3 separate regions of the Sus scrofa genome follow, and regions 1 and 3 are each linked to region 2. A link is a contact called in public Hi-C and HiChIP or PLAC-seq data. All regions are on one chromosome and are shown on one strand. Each heading gives the region's core, a stretch centred on a gene start, on an enhancer-like site or on the middle of the called end of the contact. The rest is flanking DNA. Distances are from core to core; before and after follow the strand shown. Region 1 has its middle 260 kb from the start of SPRY1. Region 2 has its middle 130 kb from the start of SPRY1. Region 3 has its middle 340 kb from the start of SPRY1.

What was found. Hi-C and Micro-C count contacts between places; a contact is called where the count stands out from the background. HiChIP or PLAC-seq counts read pairs in DNA pulled down with a chosen protein or histone mark.
Region 1: a contact with region 2 is called in a Hi-C map of skeletal muscle, with 1.9 times the contacts expected there. The contact joins two enhancer-like sites. A contact is called at or near these places in 2 of 47 Hi-C or Micro-C datasets (psoas muscle and skeletal muscle) and 1 of 2 datasets of contacts at active chromatin or transcription factors (skeletal muscle).
Region 3: an H3K27ac HiChIP or PLAC-seq map of skeletal muscle shows a contact between it and region 2, with 2.7 times the contacts expected there. The contact joins two enhancer-like sites. A contact is called at or near these places in 1 of 47 Hi-C or Micro-C datasets (embryonic fibroblasts) and 1 of 2 datasets of contacts at active chromatin or transcription factors (skeletal muscle).

Annotation. Positions count from the first base shown.
Region 1 is chr8:100,594,009-100,598,888 of Sscrofa11.1, reverse strand. It overlaps a transcript of SPRY1 not described here. Among named protein-coding and RNA genes, the nearest start is that of SPRY1, 260 kb to the left of the region's middle. Within about 2 kb of position 2,593, at least 13 of the 83 cell types and tissues checked have an H3K27ac peak or open chromatin away from gene starts, as enhancers often do. A contact at or near this core is called in skeletal muscle, where this site is marked.
Region 2 is chr8:100,726,460-100,731,090 of Sscrofa11.1, reverse strand. It overlaps a transcript of SPRY1 not described here. Among named protein-coding and RNA genes, the nearest start is that of SPRY1, 130 kb to the left of the region's middle. Within about 2 kb of position 2,815, at least 36 of the 83 cell types and tissues checked have an H3K27ac peak or open chromatin away from gene starts, as enhancers often do. A contact at or near this core is called in skeletal muscle, where this site is marked.
Region 3 is chr8:100,523,025-100,527,568 of Sscrofa11.1, reverse strand. It overlaps a transcript of SPRY1 not described here. Among named protein-coding and RNA genes, the nearest start is that of SPRY1, 340 kb to the left of the region's middle. Within about 2 kb of position 3,143, at least 32 of the 83 cell types and tissues checked have an H3K27ac peak or open chromatin away from gene starts, as enhancers often do. A contact at or near this core is called in skeletal muscle, where this site is marked.

The DNA of each region.
Region 1 (4,880 bases), core at 1,344-3,843, 130 kb after region 2:
AGAGGTTACAGTGAAGCCTGGAATTCCCTGGGAACAGGAGCACTGATGTAGACCATGGTGTGTGAGCCACACAGATCTGTAGAGATTTTGAGAAGGACAATAGCCTTCCTGCGTCCATGTGAATTTGCCAGTAGGTGGAAATCTCAAAAGTTACCATGACTGGAATTGACTTCTTGGTTATAGAAAGAAGAGGCAAAAAGTCATTATTGATTTTTCTCAAGAAACCTGATAAGAGGCCATGCCAGTCATATATCCTGGGAAGGCTCTTGGATTTATGTAGAAACTAAAAGACTGTAAACATCAACTGGTTCAACCCTCTCCAACTTTCCTTCTCATCCTTTTTGCAGTAAAGGAATCCAAACCTAGATACATCATCTGGTGTACCCAAGGCCAGAGGGCCTGCGAGTGGTCACGGCTGTGGGACTACAGTCTGACTAAGGATTCAGAATCAGAATCCCTGGGTTCTGGTCCCTGCTCCATTTCCTTATTTTCCTTACCTTCTTGAACCTCAGTTCCCTCTCGGTAAAACAGGGAAAGTTAAGTCACATCTCACCCGCTGTTTGGAGGACCAGATATGTTATTGTAGGATTTCAAAACTGTCAAAGGATGTTAAAACATTTATTGGTTTATTTAAGAGGTTATGTGTGGTGCCAACAATTATATGGAAAGGATTATCTTGGCTTCCCTGAAAAAGTCTGAAAACTGTGGCCGTGGTATAATTGAAGTGACTTTACTGTTCCATATGTACACACAGGTGCAGATTGAGGCAAGAAGACAAGCAGTGACATTTATAGAGTCTCTTCTGGGATAGTGCTCTTTTGTGTTCTTGGTAGACCTTCTAAATAATACCTTTATTATTTAGTGCTTTATACACATATAAAGTTATTTCTTTTTTTCTGCAAGAATTAAAATCTAAAAATTTTCACTTTCCCTTAAGAAAGTTAGTGATATTTCTTAGTAAATCAGGAAGTATAATCGCACCATTGATAGCAGCTTAGAGTAAATTCCTATTATGTTTTACTGTGCCTTTGAGTGTCAAGGGGAGGGTCTCATGCAATATGAGGAGAAGCACTAGAGCTGCAGTGCTCCCAGGCCATGGGCACTGTGATGCCTCCATTCTGGCTGAACCTTACCTACTGGGAGAATGTTCTGGGGGTGGGGGTGGGGAAGGAGAAAAAGGTTAGGAAATACAAGTCAACATAGAATCATTCTTGGAAGAAAACAATCAGATTCACTTTCATCTTCCTAAATACTTCTGTATTTGGGCAGAAAAAATGACAAAGTTGAAGACATTATTTATAATGATCATTCTTCAGATTTTACCTTTACTTAGATTTTTCAGTTCCCCCAAACTCTCCTAAAGCATCCCATCTTTTCCAGCCCAAGTATCTTCATGGAAGGAAAGTTTTTTTTTTTTTGGTTTTTGTTTTTTCTTTGAGAGGGATACTCCCTACACATGTTTGCCTCTAGGGATTGAGAAGAAAGGAGTCTGTTTTACACCCTGAAGCAGAGCTTCCCCCAGCTCCCTTCCGTTCAGCCGGTTGGAGGGAAGGATCTACCCCTTTAATCTCAGAGGTACAAAAATACCAAAGCAGATGACTTTGGCAGGTTTGCTGGAGGCTGGCGGCACGCTGGCTTCGAGTGCAGCGTGACAGGAAGTTGGAAGCTGCCGCTCAGTCTGGTCATTAGGAAGGGCCGAGACCCGTGATTAGTCCTTGCAGTGCTAGAGAATGTGCACAGATCTGCTCTGGGGACAGAGAGGTCCCAGAACATCCCAGACATTTGGTCGTCAGCCCTTTCATTCCCTCATCACTCAGGAAGTGCGGAAGAAAATAAAAACAAATTAAACATTTTTTTTTTTTTCTTTTTAGGCCCGCACCCATGGCATATGGAGGCTCCCAGGCTAGGGGTCCAATCAGAGCTCTAGCTGCTGACCTATGCCACAACCACAGCAACATCAGATCTGAGCCATGTCTGCAGCCTACACCACAGCTCTTGGCAATGCCAGGTCCTTAACTCACTGAGCAAGGCCAGGGATCGAACCTCATGGTTCCTAGTTAGATTTGTTTCCCACCACCCCAGGCTGGGAACTCCAACAAATTAACATTTTTAAAAAGCACCCAAGTTGTCTCTTTCATTTTTCATTTCCTTTTACAACACATTTTTTCAGCATTTTAATGAAATACAGAGTCACAGATATCAGGGTGTCAAGAAGTATAATTGCATGTTCCCCACACACCTTAGCCTCCTCTGGGCAGCAGCAAACCAAGAAATGAACTGTGTTCAGATTCACCTTTCTCAATAAAATAAATAATATTAAGAAGTTATCAGTGACTTCTTGGATTTCTCCGGAAGGTGAAGAACAGCTCTAACAGTCAGCGTTTCCTTGAGATGACAGGGAGAAAGACTGGTGGGTGGGGTGGGGGCCATAGGCCAGTGGGTCCTGGGAAGTAACAGGGGCACATCAGCACAGAAACGGGGGTCAGGAAGCAAACCTCCTGCCCTTGCAGCCACTTCCTTCTGCTGTCTGCTGAGCTGTGCTCTGCAGACACACAATAATCACCCCAGCAGGTCTAGGGATCAAATGACGGCACTGCTGAAGGATTAAGAGCAATTCTATCCTCTTGGCTTGGACTTTGGAATTTTCATTAAAATGACCTTGGGTGTGGTGAGAAAGGAATTCAGGCAATGGGATCAAGTCTTAAACGTCTTACCTGGGAAAACAACCAAAGGGCCCCTTTCAGAACGAGGCGTCTTTCTGGGCCCTGAGCAGAGCTGTCACACTTGTTTTTCTAAGTGTTTCTCACATGGGATTAGCCTCCAGATATGTGAAAAGTGAAGAATTTAAGGGTCTTAGGTAGGCAGAAAGAGGGGAAAACAAACCATCATAAGCTAGAGACAGGCCAGACCTCTTACATTTTCCAGGCTCTGTAATGGTTGACTTGTCTGGAGATTGACTTCCTGCTTCCTCTCCTGATCCCCTGTCCTTCTGTGGGAGAGCTGGTGACACATCTGTTCATCACGAGCTCTCCTTGTGAAGAATGGGTCTGTACTCAGAGACGGTGCCGACCTTGTGGAGTCAGTGCAGCAGATGTGGAGAGGCTGGAGACAGAATGGTAAAGTCGAGAAAAGGTAGAGGCCTCAGGAATTTAATGATACCTCATACGGGAGGACTTGGCGGGGAGGGGAAGCAATCTGGGGATATCTAACCAAAGTTTGTGAAAAGACACTGAATTTTCCGAGTGGCTCCTATGTCATGTGCTGGTGGGGTGGCTAAGCCGAGGGGGCTAAATGACAGCAAAGTCATTTGCAATCCATAGGCTCAGGCTGGAGAGTGGTAATGACAAGAAATTGGAATAGGGTTAGACCGGAGAGGCCTCCTAGACAGGACTGCAAGGAAGGTTGGGTTTTGTCTTTGCCCACTGTCTTAGCTCAGGCTGCCATAACAAAATACCACAGGCTGGGTGGCTTCAATGACAGAATTTATTTTTCACAGTTCTGGAGGCCAGAAGTCTAAGATCAAGGGTCTGGTTGATTTGTTTATTGATGAGAGCTCTCTTCCTGGCTCGCAGATGGCTGCTTTCTCACTATGTCCTCATATGTCCTTTGTGTCGTATGTGGATGGGGAGAAAGAGAGACAGAGAGAGAGAGATTTTTTCCTCTTTTTATAAAGTTGCTAAACCCATCAAATCAGAGCCACACTCTTATGACCCTTAATTACTGTCTGAAGACTCTGTTCCAAATAGAGTCACATTGGAGGTTAGGGCTTTAACAGGAATTTTGGGGGCAGGGATACAGGTCAGTACATAGAACTCACTAGGTATGGATCTTGATATCTGCCATGCCGGGGATCCATTACTCAGTTCTTAAACCAGTGGGGCCCGGCTTGAACATGTGAAAGGTCTTCTTTTCCCATCAATGACTGGGGTGGTGGGAAGGAGGGACCTGGTCCTATACTGGTGATTTGAGTGACAGCAATTAAATTTGGCTCTTGAGATTCATGAATGATTATGAGGCTATAAGCTCATGATCTAGCCACTGTCGTCATTGTCTAGATAAAAGTATGTTATTTCTAAAACACTACAATTCAAGAATTTTTGAGGCCAGATTTTTGGCTATGTGCTTCAGAGAACTAGACAAAGTATTTCATAGAGTATGAGAGAGAAGAAGCAAATTATAGAGACAGGAAGATGGCCAGAATGCTGAGAGGGCTTTCTGAGCCACAGTCCCAATTTTATCCATGGGCTTTGTGAGACACCATTTTCCTTATAATAAAATTTCCTTTTTACTTATGTTGCCTAGATTGATGACACTTGTATAAAGGAGACTGAACTAATACATATTAATTAAGCCAAAACTTTTTGTAAAAAAAAAAAAATGTTATAAAGAAAGAATAAGTGGAGTTCCCGTCATGGCGCAGCAGAAATGAATCTGACTAGGAACCATGAGGTTGCAGTTTTGATTGCTGGCCTCAATCAGTGGGTTAAGCATCTGTGGTGTAGGCCGGCAGCTACAGCTCCAATTAGACCCCTAGCCTGGGAAACTCCATATGTCGCAAAAAGACAAACAAACAAACAAACAAAAAAAAGAAGTGATTGTGAAAAGGGTTAATAATAAGAGGATAAGAATAAAAAAGAGATGGTTTACCATTCCATTCTTGTCTAGAGTGGTTTCCCAGCTTGCCTTGGGATGAGATAATTTTATCACCAATTGCATAACAAATTAGGGAGAGTGTATATATATATATATATATCCATACCTAAAATTGTCCTCTCAGATGTCTGTGGTTGGGAATGCTAAATGGGTATGTATACCCATATTTCATATGTATACACAAACCTATGCTATATGTATATATACACACACTATACTATTATACT
Region 2 (4,631 bases), core at 1,566-4,065:
CTCATGGATGCTAGTCAGATTCATTTCCTCTGAGCCATGACGGGAACTCTGGCAGAAGAATTTAAATCCACTGAGCACAGGGCATGATGGGGTGGTTTTTAGTGCATCTTGCCTGGGTAAAAGCAGCTCCTTAAAAGAGACAGCCTGGGCCAGATAATCCCAAGTGGGGGCCTTAAAAAGGGCATTCTCAGGAGTTCCCATCATGGTGCAGCGGAAACAAATCTGACTAGGATCCATGAGGACTCAGGTTCAATCCCTGGCCTTGCTCAATGGGTTAAGGATCCTGCGTTGCTGTGAGCTGTGGTGTGTGTCACAGACAGAGTTTAGATCTGGTGTTGCTGTGGCTGCGACGTAGGCCAGCAGCTGTAGCTCCGATTTGACCCCTAGCCTGGGAACCTCCATATGCCATGGGTGCAGCCTTAAAAATACAAAAAAGGCAAAAAAAAGACAAAAAAAAAAAAAAAAAAAAAAAAAAGACATGCTCAGTGAGAGGAAGGAGAGCAGTCCACCCCACCTGTGTGTCATGTACAGTGATATATCCTGGTGTGCATGGTTACATAAACCTAGATTTTGGATATCCCCTTCCTTCAGAATTTTGAAGTCATTGTTCTCTTGTCTTCCTTGTTCTGAAGGTATTGCTGGCTGAGGAAAAGGATAGTGATTCTGAGTGCTGGTCTTTTTTTGGTGACCATTTTTTCTTTTCTTTTTGGAAGCATTTAGGATCTTCTTAACTTGACACCGAAATGCTTTGCTGGACATCTTTTTTTTTTTTTTTTTTTTTTTTTTTTTTTTTTTTATGTTATGGCCACACCCCTGGCATATGGAACGTCCCAGGCCAGGTTTTGAATCTGAGATGCAGCTATAGCAATGCTGGATCCTTTAACCTACTGCACTGGGCTGGGGATGGAACCCGTACCTCCACAGCAATCCTGAGTGGGATTCTTAACCCACTGCATTATGGTGGGAACTCCCTCAACATCTTTTATTATTCAGTGTGCTGCTCCCTTAATGAGCCCTCAATTGTGTCCTTCGGGTATGGGGCATTTTCTCTTATTATTTCTTTGATGGCACATTCTCTGTTCTTTCTGGAAATCCTGTTAAGTCATAAGGTGGATCTCCTTGACATCTGTCCTCTTCTGTTTTTCATCTCTTTGCTTTATATTCTGTGGGTCTTTGTATTGCCTTCTTTATAGGGCAATTAAAAATTATTTTTCCCATTGTCATCAAAAGGTGATTATGGTCCAGTGAAGGGAGATGGGGGTAGAAGGCTTTTTGGCCCTGGGTCTTTGGTGCAGAAGTGCTCTGAATTTTCCCCTTGCTAGCTGCTAGTCATCACCCACCTGGCTCTAGTTTTCCGTGTGCTTGGACATGACTGAAATTCATTGGTCCCTTGGATTTCTGAATGGAGATGGAGGCCTTCTTTGCAACCCTACTTAGTTCTCTCAGCTTTCTGTGTCTCTGTGGCTTAGAACATATGTTCATGCTCTGATTGTCCCCTCTGCTGGGTCTGACCCCTCACACCTGCCATTTATGGGCACAACCTCCCCAAGGTGTCTGTATTTTTCTCCCAGGTTGTTTTGTAGAAGACGACACAGAGCCTAGGAGGGATCTACATGGTAAGAGTTGCTTTGTTAGAATCATCCTAAATGCTTGTTGAATACCTAGAGGAGCGAACACTTCACTGGTACACACCATCTTTGTAGACTTTATGTGAGGTCTGGGTTTGTTGCTGTTCTTGAGTTACTTCTCTGAGGACCACTGGGGGTGGGGGTAGGAGAGGGGAACAAATGGAAGAGAGTTGAGCTTTGACAATCACAGTGGAAAAGCTGTGGGAACCTCCCTGAATATGCCAGGGCCAGGCACCAGTGCTCTAAAAAGATGTCCTCAGTAGCATTTGGGGGGGATTGTATGGTGTTCATGGACCGCTGGTTATTGCATAACTGGGTCAGTAAGAGGTCAGGGAGGCAGGAGCGGGGAAGCTGTGGGCTTAGAGGTGGAACTAGCCGCCCTCCCAATCGGTGTGCAATCTCTAGAAAGAACATAAAACTAAAAAACGCCTGTTTGGGGGAGTTTTCTTTATCACAAGATCAGGAGAGGAGATAGCTGCACTCCTTCCACTCTGCATATGACACAATACAAGTATCATCAGAAAAAGCCCCATTCTGAGAGAGCAGTTAGAGTAAATGCACGCGAGGAGATTTAGGTCACCCCTGGCCCAATCTGGTGGTGATTTGAATCCCTTTTAGTACTTGAGAAAGGAATGTTTCATCTGAAGTGGAGTAGCCCTGAGCGTATCCCCTCCCCCTTGCAGGTGGCTGATGGTTCCTGGGGGATGAGCTGCTTCCTCCAGGGAGCTCCCTCTGCAGCTGGGATAGAGGCGTGTTTCTGCAGCTGTCTAACCTTTAGCTTTATCTGTCTCTCGGTGACCTCTTTGTTTTATAAGTCCGTTTATTTGCTTGTGCAATTGAGTTTTCTTAGAAATAGAACAGAGCTAGAAAGAGGCCAATGTTTTGGCGGTTTCCTCTGAAGGAGGAGCAGCAGTCGTGGGACCAGGCATGGCAGAAGTGGCCGATGCCCTCACAGCCCCTAGGGTTGGTTTATTTTCAGACCGTGTAGTGAGGTCTAGTGGGCAGAGAAAGACCATCTCCCTTGTTGGAGGTAGAAATATCTGTGGGGTTTACCAGCTAATTACTTCTCCATGCCTTGGGAGTTCAGAGAATTTGCTTAGCAACTGGCCTGACCAGTCCCCCCAGCCCTGCTGCCCCCCGACATTACTGGACTTACCGGTGGGGCCGATGGAGCAGTTTTTGAGCTAAACAAAGATTCAGCATTTTGTGAAAAGGGTGCCACTCTTTTCCTCGATGGGACCTGAGCCTGTAACCCAGTCCAACAAAACGAGGGGGAACATGCCAAAAAAAACTTTTTGAGAAACAGCACAGGCAGTAGGAAATCATACTGGTCAGGGCTTGTTTTCCTGGCGCAGGGCCTCATTCCAACCTGTTGCAATCAGCTCTCTGAGTGTCTATAGGGACACCCTGGTGGAGGGGCCCCTCGGAGGAAAGGAACTTGTACATGGCTGTTTGACTGGGCTCCTTGCCAGGGGCTAAGTTCAAAGTGCAGTTTCCAGTAATTTGCTGGGACTTCTCTGTGGGTTTGATAGGCCAGGACAGAAGCCTGCAAGCCGAAGTAATATTTCCTGAATTCTGTCATTTCTTAAGAAGAGGAGGAAGGTGTGTGGAGGGGACTGGGGCTTGGCGGGCTTTTGTTGGCTCTGAGAGCAGATGGGCCTCCTTCCTCCTGCTTCCCTGGCCCTTTCTCCTCCTCCTGTCTGGGGTCCTGGGAAGCCTGGCCCTGGACTGGCATTGCCTGAGCATGCCCCCCCGCCCTCGCCCGGGCACCCATGATATGCCCACCGGGTGCAGACTTTCGGCCCTCTGTTGATGGACTGCGTGCGCTGGCATTATTTGGAGCCATAAAGTTGTCGAGTAATGGCAGCATGTTCTTGTTTTCTCATATCTGCAGGATGAAAGTGAACATTTTTATAATCCTTCCCTCCTTTCAAGCCCCTTCGTGAAACATGTGGGCTTGATTAAAGGGGAAAAAAGAGCTACAAAGAGAAGTTAGAGTTTACACTCCTTCCCCCCAGCCCTCTTCCCAGTGCGCTGCGGGCAGGGCCCATCTTCTTGTCATTTCACCTTCGTGTCTCCCCCCTGCGTCTGGCAGAGGACTTGACACGTAATAATTCTGAATGAATCTTTATTCAATGAAGGGGTATGGGGAGCAGTGGAATCTCATTTCAAAGCAGTGTTTGGTAGAACAGTGTCCTTTCTATGGCAGGTAGAGGCTCGTAGGAATGATGCTTTATTGATTTGATTATGGCTCATTTTCTGTAACAAGGATTGTCTTCCAGAAATGTGTGCTGTGGTCTCTGTATCAGTCACGCTACTTGGAAAGGACCCAGCTGAGACGATAGGCACGAGGAACAGAGGGGAGAGGCGTAGTGGGCAGTGGTGGGAGCTGGGGTGAACTCCAGATTCTTTCCTTCTAGCACCACATGGCCATCACTTTTCAACTGTCCTCCCACTACCTCAGACACCCCTAAAGCCACAAGGACAAAGCCCCAGGAATATGCTAAGGGATGAGGGGGTTAAAGGGCCTGAAAATAGCCTGGGCCACAAAGTTCCTTCTCCATCTTCCTGAATTCTCCGGCTACACATTTATTTTCCTTTGCGAATTCGCCTCAGAAAGACTAACTCTCTGTGCTGCTCTTCCTCTAGTCTGAAACTTGAATTATAGCAATTTAACATTATAACATAATTCCACTGCAATAAAGCAATTTGGGGCTGGCAGTGGTGATGGAGTGGATGGTGGTGGAAATGGGGAGCCGAGAATCGACTGCAATGGATTTTTTTCTGCCTTGGTTTAAGAAATGTTAGTGTAAAGCCATGTTGGTTTGAAATCTTATTTAAATATTTTAAATTGAGGATGGGTGCTATGTAAAATGATCTAAACATGTACCTAAATGATGCCAGAAGCACTAGGTAAATGTTTAAAGCAAGATGGGAGAAAGTCTGGTTGTGTGGACTTGTCTTACACAAATAATGAGGTTGTGAAACTTCCCCCTCTTTACT
Region 3 (4,544 bases), core at 1,894-4,393, 200 kb after region 2:
GCATTTCTGTTGCCTCCGTGTCTGAACTGAGTCATGGAGTCACTGACTGCAGGAAGCTTGGGAAAGTGAGGATCTGGAACTTGTAGCAGCTACCTTTGGAGATGGGTATCTAAGACTAGGGAAGAAGGGGAGAAGAATGGCTGTTGAATGAGAGCCACTTTGTTCCCACAGATGTCTATCATTGGCATTTTTATGCATAGGCAGAGGTACAGGCTATTAAACATGGGGCTTTTTTTTTTTTTTTTTTTTTTAAGTAACTCTGTGGATGGGTGTAGTGGGATGAACACTATCCCTTCTCTCCCCAAATGTGTTCACCTAGAATCTCAGAATGTGGCCTTGTTTGGATATGGGGTCTTTGCCCTATTTGTCACTAGTTAAGGCCCTTGGGATGAATTATAATGGGTTTAGGGTGGGCTCTGTATCTAATGACGAATGTCCTTTGAAAAGAGGAGAGATACACAGACACAGAGAAGTCGGGCATATGAAGATGGAGGCAGAGACTGAAGTTACACTGTTACAATCAAGGAACACCTGTACTCACGGGAGACTGAAAGAGGGGAGGCAAGCTCCTCCTCTAGGGTCTTCAGAATCCAGGACCCTGCTGACACCTGATTTGTGACCTTCAGCCTCTAGAATCATGTGAGGAGAGATTTCTGTTGTATTAAGCCATCCAGTTAGTGGTCATTTGTTATGGCAGCCCTAGGAAACGAATGCAAAGGGTAGTTAGGAGAAGGGGGTGTGGTGCTGGTGTCCACTGGGGGATTTCCAGCAGGAGTTTACAAGCAGGTAGAGTCATAGATACATGATGAGAGCTAGGCTCGTGTATTGCCTGATGGTCATGAAGAGGCATGGGGATTTCAGTGCTATGAAGAGGTTATGTGACATCTAGACAAGAGAGTCAGGATGACAAGTGCTCTCTTTCCATTCAGACAACTAATCCCTAAGCATTTCTACCTTTTGCTGACTGTCCATAAGTGCTCTACACAAGAAATGTCCCTCTCTCCTCAGTCTTGCCTAGTCACTCACTTGCCTAAATCACTGTATGAATTTCCCTCTGTGAAACTGACATGGAAGGCACACTCCTCCTTTTAGCCCTTCCTGTCACTGGTGTGGAGTGTTGCATGTGTTAGTGTATGTGTGTGAGTGCGTATATGTGTGTGTATAGAGTAATATCTTCCCAATTTTCCATTCTTAGGTATTAAAGGATAGAAGCAGAATCTGTCTCTGGTTTTCTTTTCTGGTAGAAAACTCCTGAAGTTATTTTCAAGGGCAACGCCCAAGGCATATGGAAGTTCCCAGGCTACGAGTCGAATCAGAACTGCAGCTGCTGGCCTACGCTGTAGCCACAGCAAAGCCAGATCCAAGCCACATCTGTGACCTATACCTCAGCTCTTGGCAACACAGGATCCTTAACCCACTGAGCGAGGCCAGGGATCGAACCTGTATCATAGTCGGATTTGTTACCATTAAGCCACAATAGGGAATCTTGGTGTTCTTTTCCCTGGCCAGCTGTGCTCCTGGTAGCTGCCAGTGCATTTTCCTCCACCAGAGCACTGTCTTTCTTTAATGTGCTGTTTCTAATCCATTGTGGCCTGGGAATCCAAATAACCCAGCTTGTTAGAATTGATCTTAATATAAGAGTAAATGCCCCCAAGCAAGCATCTGTGTCCCCCAGTGAGTTTCTTTGGGAATCTATTCTTCAAGTTAGGTGTTAGTTTTTGTGCATGGATAGCCCCAGTAATTTTTTTCTCCACTTCTGAACACTTAAATAGATCCAGCTGGCTGATGAGGTGCTTGACAGCATCCAGCCCATTCTCAGTAGGAATTGTTTTCTCCCCTTTACATTGTTTTTCATGCCCTCAGTAGGAATTGTTTTTCCCCCTTTACCTTATTTTCCGTGCCCTAAGTTATTTTTAAATATGTTATGCGTGGTTTTGTTTCATTTTAGGATATTGATGAGATATTATTAACTGGAGAACTAATTCCTTACTTTTAAAGCCTCCATCTTGGGGGGGGTTACCTTGGCCAAACTATGGATAATGATAATGTGCAGTTTGTTTTGGGCTGTTTAAGAGTTTGTGTTATTAATGACTGACACACAGCCACCATGTGTGTCAAAGCCAGGGTTAGCTAGAAAGGAAAAACTGTATGAGAATAACCTGATTGTGCCAAGAGGTCATATTTTAAACATACACTCAGCCCTCCGGAACCGTGATTTCCACATCTGTAGTCGGCCAACCAGAATCTGTGGAGATGGAGCCCACTGCTACAGCATTTTATGTAAGGGACTTGGGCATCTGCAGAGGTCCTGGAACCAATCTGCCCATGGGTGTGGAGGCCAACTGAACTGTCCTTAGCAGCAGCAGAAGTCATGGGAGAGGAGCCGGTGTTTCCTAGGATGCATTGTTTATAAGTCAGGTTGCAGAATGTTTTTAAATCGTGGGATGACATTTAAGTCAAAATGATAAGAGTAGGAATTTTGACGTCAGAATCAGTGAGGTATTTGGATAATCATCATTTGATTTTAGAAATGTTTTGAAGTGGACCCCGTTTCTCCTATGTCCTTTCCCCATCATCCTACGCTTCTCAACAGCATGAAGTGCAAACTCTCGTTGTGAGAGTGAACGGTGAGGGGCAGAAAATGCATGTAAAAGTCCCCAAAGCTCAGTGTAAATAGTCACAGCCTTTAAAAATAACGCAGGTTTAAGAAAATGAGAGCCTCTATAAATCACTGGAAAGCTCGATGATGATTCTAACTGCAGATGGGCTTTTAAACAAGTGAGTTTGCTGCTGCTTCGCAACTCCCAATTGGATATTAAAAAAAAAAAGGCTCTTTCTCAATTTCCTGTTCTTGTGCCTTATTAAAATCATTCTGTTGCTCTGACCCCCGCCCCTGTTTCTTTCTTCTTTTCACATCTGTGTTTATTCGGGGAGGATGTTACCCACAGTTCCCGGCCATGAAGAATGCATGAAAGTCATGAGGATGAGATGGTGACCCAGCTACAGCGTGTGTGAAATGAGTGATGGGAAGAGAGAGAGAGAGGGAGAGAGCAAGCCGTGGTGCAGGGTTATGAGTTGTACAGTTATTTCTAGCTTTGAATTGTTTCCAAATCTCATACATTCACAGACAGCCTCGCCAAAGCCCACAGCTGTCATGCATTTTCAACAGATTCCACAGGGCCTAGATGAGGTTTGAAGGCATTCCTTTGCTCTTACACATTAGCTAAAAGGAATTACCGTAACATCTGATATTGTGGAAGTGGGATATTTGCCATCCTGACCTTGCCCAAAGCCGTCCGGAAATAGGGGTCCAAGAATGTATTATCTCATGCAGCCTCTAAAGGTCACTGGGGGCCCCTCAGAGGTTTTCCAACAAAACCCGAGCACCCAACATGCTCTGCATTTGGAGGAACTGTGCTGTTTTGTATGGACACGGTGGGCAGACACGTGTTCCCACTGCTATTTGGATGTTTGTCATAGGAAAGGCATGTTCCACTGGAGAAATTCCCAGCTGTCAGTAATGCACTGATACACCACAGCCAAATCATCTGAGGACGAGCCAAGTAAACAGGATGTTCACAATGTGTGTTATTGCATGTGTATGTAGCAAAACTTCTGCCCATTTCACAGCCTCATAATGGGATTGACACGCATTGCTTAATCTGCATCTGTCTGTTTAGGGTAGAAACACATAAACACCAATGAAACAATGTGTTAGAAAGCCCTTTCTTTGGCTATATGGGCTGTTGATATGACGGGATGAAATCTGTATAAATTGGGAATGAAGGAATGAATGTCATGAGTTTACTTCCTGGGAAGTGACTTCAAGTCATCCAAATGCAGATTAGAGGAAATGATCAGATCATCAGTGGCTATTGTGAGTTAACAAAGGGGACTGAGTCTCCATGGCTATTTTTACAGACCACTGGAGTCATTCTTTCTTCTTGTAAGATACTCATTAGTTGAGTTATGTAAATAGATGTACGGAAACAGGTCAAAGTTATGTCATTGCCCTTTTCTGTTTGGAAATACTGCTGTTAACTGTTAGAGTCTAAGCATGTTCCTGAGGCAGCAATTAGGGAAAGGAGAGTGGGGAGTTCCTTCAGCATTCAGTGCAGAGTGGGTTCTCTGAAAAAGAACATTAAGTATCCTGTTAGGTATCATACTAACTTCTCTGGGTATGCAAATCCCCTTTACCCAAGTTGGTACATTTATTCATGATAATCACAGTGGGTAACATTTATTGCAAATTTCCTATTGGCCAGAACTGGGCTGAGTCTTTAAAATACATGAACTCTTTAAATTCTCACAAAACATAGAATGTTGATATTATTATTATTATTATTCCTCTTCTACAGATAAGGAAACTAGGGTTCAAGGAATTTAGTAGGCTTGCCTAAGAAGATAGAGCTAGTCAGACAGCAAGCTTGAAGCCAGGTCTGTTTGAATATAGAACACTTGCACTTAACCATAGTTCTGTGTATCTCTGCTTTATGTGAAATCTGATTCTGTCATAACACTGATGTTATGTTTTATTGAAACAT